Linked DNA regions of Rattus norvegicus: all the other regions are linked to region 1. The links are chromatin contacts, called in public Hi-C maps. All regions are on one chromosome and are shown on one strand. The core of a region is the stretch at or near the end of the contact, and the rest is flanking DNA. Distances in the headings are between cores, read along the strand shown. Region 1 holds the start of Plaat1 (phospholipase A and acyltransferase 1). Region 2 overlaps Mb21d2 (Mab-21 domain containing 2). Region 3 holds the start of Mb21d2 (Mab-21 domain containing 2).

Region 1 (2,718 bases), core at 61-2,560:
GCATCGAAAGAAATAAGTGTACTGCTCAGAGACGGTTATAAGGACATTTCCTGAGTGCTATTCGTGTCTATGAGGCTGCCAATGCGGCGGGATACCCAGGAGAGCGTTTAGCTGACGACCCGCAAGAATACTCCTGAAGTGTGAAACGTGCACTACTGATTCTAGCTTCCCAGCCTCCAAGAGCCTCCCAGTTCGGTTTGGATGGGTTCCCATTTCCATCCACAGCGGTGGTGCTACACCAAGAGGAGAGGCTTCTGTGACGCCGGATATCTAGACTGACTTGGACTCAGATCCTGGAGCCTTGTGGATCCTTAATCCAGAAGTTTACCTGAGAGCTTTCACTCTGGGACAAATTCACCATAAACCATAGCATCAAAACCATGCTAGGCGTTGTTGCTTCCTAGGCTCCCCGGTACCGACTCCATCTTTTTTTTTTTTTTTTTTTGGTTCTTTTTTCCGGAGCTGGGGACCGAACCCAGGGCCTTGCGCTTCCTAGGCAAGCGCTCTACCACTGAGCTAAATCCCCAACCCCGTACCGACTCCATCTTAATCTTGGCTCACCCTCTCACCCCACCATCTCTCGGTCTGCCACGGTGACACCTCCGGAGTTTCCCTGAGGCTCTCTCATTTTTCCTCGCTCATTCCTTTCCTGAACATGTGTCAGTAACTGGTGTCTGGGGACCTTCTCCACTCTCCCAGTTGGAGGGCTGGTTCTTGTTTATCTCTAGACATCGTTTCTAACAGAGTGTGTGGCACAAATGCCTGCCTACTTAATATTAACTGAATACAGGAACCAAGAATTTGAGACCTGTTCACAGTTTTCCAGAACACGAGTCGTAATCATACTACTAAACGCCAAGATAATATCACTGTCCACGGTTCCAAGATCTAAGACAATATGGCTACTTTGTTAGTCACTTCAGTGAGAAGAACAGAGCTGAGAAGTCTGCTCTGCCCAGTGGATTAGGTTTCCTGTATCCTTTCCGCCACTCAACAGTGTCCTGGTCTTGGAAAGCAAGAGTTTCTTGTTCCTCTGGTCTCTCCATTTACAAAAAGAGCAGGCTGGAGTTTAGTCAGGTGCTGTTTCCCTTTTGAACTTTCTGACGGATAGAAACAAGGTTGCCTAGCACCTAGAGCGCTTCCCCTCCCTCCCCAACGCACCTCCCTGCTCAAGCTGGGTTGTCTTAGTGCCCCAGAAGGCAGTGGCGGGCTTCTTGGGTTCTCCACCGGCTCCCTGCGGCGCCGCTAGCAGACTCTGGGTGACTCCATCCGCAGCACCCTGAGGCCAAGGCCACCGCCAAGGCCACCACAGCCGCCCTCCGCTGCGTCAACGCCAGCGTCCTCACGCGCCGCGCCACGCCACTCCTGCTCCCCCCGCGGGTTCCTGGCGCGCGCCAGCCAGATTGCACCGCCGGTCTCTGGCCCGGACTCCAAGTCTTTGAACCTCGCCCCAGACCCACACCCTTCCTGCCACCCAGATCCTCCACCCATGCATCAGGTATCAGATCTCCGGATCCTCAGTGCACACAACAGGATCGACCCCCACCCCCACCTGCAAGGAGTCCCTATCTTGGGGACCAGTCACCTGACACTGAAGCCCTCCAAGCTGGCTGAAGCAGACACACTAATTGTCTGGTCACAGCTCAGCCCCAGTCCAGTGCCTGCTTGGTTTCATTCTCCCAGCAACCAGGACCTTGCTGCGACAAACTTATATAAAATATATTTAACAGACTCTGGACATGCTAGGTGCTACAGCTTTAAGATTGGCTTGTCTTGTCAGGCCGGGTGCTACAGATTTTAGGCTGGCTTGGCTTGTGCAGAGCCCAGAAATGTTTATGTATAGTTGTCATGGATACACAATATGCCACGTTCAAGCTGGATGCTGATTCCTTATGGGACAAACATTTTTTTTCCTCCCTCTGCTCTGCACCCCAAAGAAACATCTCCGTCTTTGGCTCAACAAAGAGTGGGAGATGTGTTGCTTCAGAAAAACCAATGACTCATACACTCCTGCGTGGGTGCACACAAAATTGTCCCTCTTAGAATGACCCAGAACCCAGGAGCCAGAGAGGACACACTGACAAAAATCAGCATAAGCATGGAGGGGAGGAGGATGAGATAGGGAAAATGGGGATCCAAAATTACCTGGCTTGGGATGGGAAGGAGCTGGCCTTCATTAAGAAGCAGAGGCAGAGTTCCCTCCCTTGTCCTGACCTGAAAAGTCCTGGATCTAGACAGATAGGTCCTTTCTCAGCTTGACTCCTGACTCATAACACAGCGATCCTGCCTTTTGAGGCCAGACAGACCAACCAGGCCAAGACCAGCAAAACAGCCACTGAGGTTAAAAATAGAGCTGTGGATGGCGAGGATCCTCTTTCTCCGGGCTTAACAGAGTGCCCAGGAGCTCCAGCAGGCTACATAGGCAAAGAGGGGCAGACTCTCAGTGAGCTCTTCTGAGAGTCTGCTAAAACTACTCTTGGTCTAGATTTGTGCACTGGTAGACATCGGATTTCAACCGAAAGACACCTCCACGGAAGAAAAGCTTGTTAGCGGCTAGGTTTGAAGTGACAGTCACATGGGGAAAGGCAGCTGCTTTCATAAGGGTTGTGGATGTGGATTGGTTTCAGGGATCTGCAGCTCAGGGTCCCAGGTGACGCTTTCTAATCAGAGCACTCAAAAGGCATCAGAAGCATCTGGAACCTTCAAATGGCATTGTGG
Region 2 (2,718 bases), core at 153-2,652, 380 kb after region 1:
TTGGGAGCTTTGTCTGACCATCCTCTCTCCCCACTTAACTTAAAAATGTGGGTTTGTGTGTAGCAGACTGAATTTAACTATGGAACGTTATGTTAGCCCCTGCTCAGTGCGGATGAACTGTAGCTCCACACTAGGCTTTTCTAGTCTCTGGGGTTGCAAAGGCAGAGTTACGAATCAGGAGGTGTCTAGATGATCTGAGGTAGACCAGTAGGCCGGTTGAGCGTGATGGTTTTAATGTGTCTCTCGGAGGCCTCTCTCTCTACCAAGCATCCTATTGTCCACAGCTTTTAGGGTTTGATGACTTTGGAGCCTTGCACAGTTAGTGAATGATGGAGCACAGGTGCCATCTATTGGCAGCGACTGGGACTCTGACCTCAGCTCCTGTGGTAACCATCACAGTCCTTGCTAGGCCTGAGGGTTGCAAAGGGTACTTTGAACTGTCCCAGAGTAGAATTTTTATCACAGAACAAGAGGTGCTGCCCCCAGCTCTAGACTGTTTCACAGCCACCACAGTCCCAGGCTCCTTTGTCTGTCTGGAGCCTTTGCTTGGGCACATGGACTAGACACAGTTTCTTAGGGACAAAAGGACAGCATGACAGCATCAGGCTGTCACCTTCATTCTAAGTGCCTTACCCACCAATTTCATCCTCTGCGAAGACAGCTATCCCAGGAAATGTGGTCTGTTTATTCGGTTTATGTCTACTCAACTTCCATTGTTTGGTGATACACAGGTTTTCAGACAGAGGGGAGCCAACACGTAGTTGCACAGTTAATAACTAGTGGACAGGGAAATGGAATGTACATTTGGAATTGGTTCCATACACTTCAGAGGGGAGGGATGGTCCAAGCCAAAGCAGAAGCTAACCTCCTTAATCTCACACACACACACACACACACACACACACACACACACACACACTCACTCTGAAGGCCTCATCCTCCCCTGTTCAGTCCATACTTAAGAATGACCTGTATACCAAAGGCAGACACAAGACCCATACCTAAGGAGGACACGGGCTCATCATGGCTCTGAAAAGAGATTCAGAAGAGGTGGACCAGCAGAATTAGGTAACCAGCAAGGCAGTGAAAAAACAGACAAGACGAAAACTGTAAGCACACTTGCTGATCTGAGAGCCCAGTGACCCTTGGGGGCAGTTTTGCATAGATCTTGTTTTATAAGGCATAGAACAGGGACACATTATACATATACATTATACATATAACTGGATATAACAAGTAGGCCATTATTGCTGGCCTGTAGGGCTCTTGTCATGGTCAGTTGGGCCTCTGAGCTGGGTCCGTTCATCGCTAAGAACACGGCAGAGAGCAGCTGAGCCCATCATCAGAGAAGGAAGTAAAGCGAGCAGAGGTCTGTGTAAGTGGAGAGGGGCAGACTCTCCGGGACGCTATGGGAACCCATCGTGGTGTCACAGCTCGGGCCTTTGGCCAGATTCTGCTTCCTCTCTCACATGGCTAAGGACTATGCCCAGAGCGCCCTTTCTCCATGTGCCCCTGAACTTTCAGGTCTTGTTTGGATCAGTGGGTGGCACTGGATGTAGGAAACTGTCCCGCTGTAGGAATTGCCTGTCATAGCTGTAGATCGACTGGGGGCCAGGCTGGGACACAGTAGGCCATCAAGAGCACCCCTCTCCCAAGCTCACACACACTCAATACTGTGTCTTGTCTTCACACATACATATTGGAGAAAAAGTAAAATCAAGTCTATAGTAAAAGGCTGGCTGTGGCATTGTAGGGTCATTATCCACTAGGTGTCTCGAAGTGTCTGTGGGTGATAGCATGTTACCCTTGGGCTGTGCTTTAACGTATTGTAGCATAAGACGAGATAGCAAGTGATAATTGGCGAATATGATTCTCAAAACATTCTTCACCATTGCATATTATTCGAAAAAACGTCCACAGTAAATTGACGTTAAGACTAGGTCTTTGACTAGCCAATGGTAGTTTTAAATTTCTTTAGAGGACCCTCTCTCCCCCAACCCCAGACTCACATAGCCCGGAACTCAGTCTACTGACCCAGCCTCTGTGACGGGGTAATGGTAGAGCTACCGATAGGCACAGTGGCACACCTGGCACTGCTTCACCAGCGCGGCTGCCTTTTAGATGAACGTGACCTCTTTGCCTAGGTAACATGGGATATCCTGTTCAGGCTTCCCTGTTCTCATCCTTCCAGTCTCCTCCTAGTGTCTGTGTGGCTTCCTTTCCTTCACAGCACCTAGAGGAGCCTCCTGTTTTTTTTCTCCTCAGAGTACCTGACTGGGGTTGTGTACTCAGGTATGACCGTGTTAGACACTGTCCACAGAGGAAGAAGGCTGCCTTCCAGAGCTGGGGCAGGGCTTCTGTGTGGTTAGCTTTGGGTAATCTGACACCTAGCCCAGCTCTTTAACCAGGTGGTGGAAGCTTCGAGGTTGGGGTGGGGGATCTTTCCTATGACCCCTGACTCATTTACCTCGTATTGTTGATTTTCTAGGCATACATAACTAACCAGGTTTTTTGTTGTTGTTTTGTTTTGTTTTGTTTTAACTTATAAGCTGATTGAAGAAGTAATCCTCCATCTCTTTTCATTTTGGGGTAGACAAGTAATCTTACTGTAGTGTACTGTGGTAGCCTTTTAAAGGCTTGAACATCTGCGAGTGTTTGGTAATAGCAAAAGTAGCATGGACTAGGAGAATGGGGAGTCAACCTGAGTTTAAATCCCTC
Region 3 (2,718 bases), core at 72-2,571, 290 kb after region 1:
CTTTCTAGGTCTTACAAAATAATGTGAGGTTTCAGTGATGAAAATTCAGGTAAGAAAATTAAAAGGACTCGATAAGATCACAGGCTGGGATAGAGGACAGTTAGTTCACCATTGTTTCTAGGGGTCAACGGGCCTCCTTCAGTGTGTGAATCACGTGAACATTAAAATCACATCTGCCATTCGCTGTTGACGAACTAGATTTGGACCACAGTAGTCTTGTCGTGAAAGCCCTAGTTCCATTGGGGACGCGGGTGTGGGTGAGGGGCGAGTCCTTGAACTCATCGCTGTCCACCAACATCCTGTCATTCCGGTCTGGCTAACAGTGAGTGCTCAAATTCTATTAGCCAAATGGGAGACTCTTTCCCTTTCCCACTCTCATCTTCCTCAAACCCTGGGGCAATTCATTGTTTTCCTTCCCCCACCTCCGCCTTTGGATCCCTATCTGTCTGAGAGCAGGTTGGCTCTCACTAAGGCACTGTGTGTAAAGTTGAATCAGTTGTAATCCAGGCAAACTAATTACTAAGGGCAAAGGTAAGGATACTTGAGTGGTTAATTGGAAGTGCCTAGACGCGGCAGGATTGGCATCTCTTCTTGATTCGCTAATTTTACCATTCTTGGCAATCTAGGCGACAAAGGACAGAAGGTACATTTTATATTTTTCCACCATCTAAAGGTACTGAAGTTCTTGGAACGGACGTTGGAAACGCGCCCACAGACACGTTCTCGCCCGGGACACCGCCCTAAGATCAGAGTAGGGAGACTCCTTTCTCCTTGGATGCGCTTGGCAAGCCCTGCCCCTAAAGAGGGGCGGGGGCGGAGGTGGAGAAAGAAAGCATCCACACCACGCGCGTCAGCCGGAGTACGGACTGGCAAGTGATCCGGGCGCGCGAACCTCTGCCATTTATTTATTTATTTTTCTCCCCACCGGGTGCGCTGTCCCTTTAAATGGGAATGCTGCTGCTGGCTCCGTAACACCGGAGCCGGCAGCTTGTTGATTTCGGCGCTGGTGAATTTCACATTGTTTCCACTTCACTTTCCTTGCCCCGGGGGAGGCTCGGGTCGGCTCCCGGACGCCGCCGCAGATCCCGGGCAGGGTTCGAGGAGGCCAGGGGCCCGCAGCGGCGCAGCGGGCGGGGGCGGGAGGACCGGGGGCCGGGACCACACGCTCACCTCGCCGCAGTCGGGCTCCTCCCGCGAAGGAGCGCGGCCGCCTGGAGCGCAGCGCGGCGCGGGGCCCGCCCAGAAGCCAGCCCGCCCACGGGCCGGGCTGCCCAGCCGCGCCGGGAGGCCGGGCCGGGGTGGGGGGCGGGGGTGGGTGCCGCGGCCGCCGCGGAGCCGCCGCTCGGCGCGTTTTGCATGAAGATGGCGGCTCCCACCGCCAGCAAGGCAGCCTCCATGGGCTGCAACAACAAGCCTGCCTTCCCGGAGCTGGATTTCAGGTCTGGAGCTCGGGTGGAGGAACTGAACAAACTCATCCAGGAATTCACCAGGCACGACCAGCGGGAATACGACGACCAGAGAGCGCTGGAGATCCACACTGCCAAGGATTTCATCTTTTCCATGCTGGGTAAGGAGAACGGGGAGGATGTGTGAGTATGCGTGTGCGCGCGGGTGTGATGGAGCGGGTGGGAGCTCTGGTCCCTGCTCTGGCGTTTGCCCGGGGTGTCACCCCTGGTTCCGTGAGGTCCCCTTTCCTCTCCAACGCCAGCGCAGCCGCCCCCTCTGTTCCTGCCTGCTGCGCTGGACGCGGGGTGCTCCTCCTTCCCGATCGCCCGCTCTTTTGTTGGTTTCTCGGCCCCGGGGCTGGCGGGCAGGTGAGGCGGCGGCGGGATACGCCTCCGGGCTCAGGGAGTCTCCGAAGCGGCTTGAGCTAGGTGACACCGGGTGCCCTGCAAGCCCGGGCGGCCCTGGCGGAGGCCGACCCGTGCCGGAGCGACAAGTTGCTTCTGCCGTGGTTGCGGCGCGGCGCTGTCACGCCGAGCCCGGGGTGGCCAAACTTGTTGGGTGTTCCAGAGTAACCCGCGGAAGTAGTCCGGGCGCCCGGAGTTGCCTGCAACTTTGATTTGCAAATCGACTTCCCTTCGAAAGGGTCGGAAGCATTTCCGGTGCTTCTCCGGGTTGTTGCTGAGCTCGGAATTCCTAATTCCTTGCTGGAACATGACCTAGCTCAGAGCTCTGGCCGCGGAGGAGCGCTGTCCCCCTCGTCTTTGTGTATTGTCCTACTGCTGGCTAAGAGGTGCTCAAGTTTCCCACTCCCAGCAACCCTGGGTTAGAAAAATTTCCCCCACCGTATTCCCCGGTTCTTCACCTACCGGTCTGGAAAGGTAAAGAAAAATAATGGGTTCCAGGGATCCAACCCCATCCCTGGCGTCCTGCAGTGAGATTATTGCTTCTGAGTTGTAGAATGAGCATCCGCTGCTGGGAGCCTCGAGTGTAGCGCTATCGTGCAGCTGTGGTGGCCCCATGGTTTACATTCAGCAGGGCTGGACTGGAGGAGCCGTGCTCCAAAGGTTTCCACAGTCAATTTTTCAGATAGTGATAAATGTGATTGACAAAGGCCTTTTAACTACAGGACAGAGTCTTTGCATTCTCTTGGACTCTAACGAGATTGTAACCGGCCCACTGTTGCTGTTTCTCCATCGGGGTACCGTATTCCCTCCAGATTTCTTGCCCATCTAGCTCAAATCGAAGTGATACAGATTGAACGTGATCCACCGG

What was found. A called contact is a pair of places that touch in the nucleus more often than the background predicts.
Region 2: a contact with region 1 is called in a Hi-C map of psoas muscle, with 3 times the contacts expected there. The contact joins the enhancer-like site here to the promoter of Plaat1 in region 1. A contact is called at or near these places in 6 of 12 Hi-C or Micro-C datasets (the A7r5 cell line, the Rat2 cell line, frontal cortex and 3 more).
Region 3: a Hi-C map of psoas muscle shows a contact between it and region 1, with 1.8 times the contacts expected there. The contact joins the promoter of Mb21d2 here to the promoter of Plaat1 in region 1. A contact is called at or near these places in 2 of 12 Hi-C or Micro-C datasets (frontal cortex and psoas muscle).

What each region holds. Positions count from the first base shown.
Region 1 is chr11:85,039,656-85,042,373 of GRCr8, forward strand. Plaat1 (phospholipase A and acyltransferase 1) reads right to left here and starts at 1,311. Exons shown (of 4, transcript NM_001105871.2): 1 at 1,162-1,311.
Region 2 is chr11:85,418,054-85,420,771 of GRCr8, forward strand. All of the region lies in intron 1 of Mb21d2 (Mab-21 domain containing 2), which reads left to right. Among named protein-coding and RNA genes, the nearest start is that of Mb21d2, 89 kb to the left of the region's middle. Within about 2 kb of position 1,403, at least 3 of the 93 cell types and tissues checked have an H3K27ac peak or open chromatin away from gene starts, as enhancers often do.
Region 3 is chr11:85,329,205-85,331,922 of GRCr8, forward strand. It overlaps Mb21d2 (Mab-21 domain containing 2), which reads left to right and starts at 1,322. Exons shown (of 2, transcript NM_001109056.2): 1 at 1,322-1,567. The coding sequence starts at 1,357.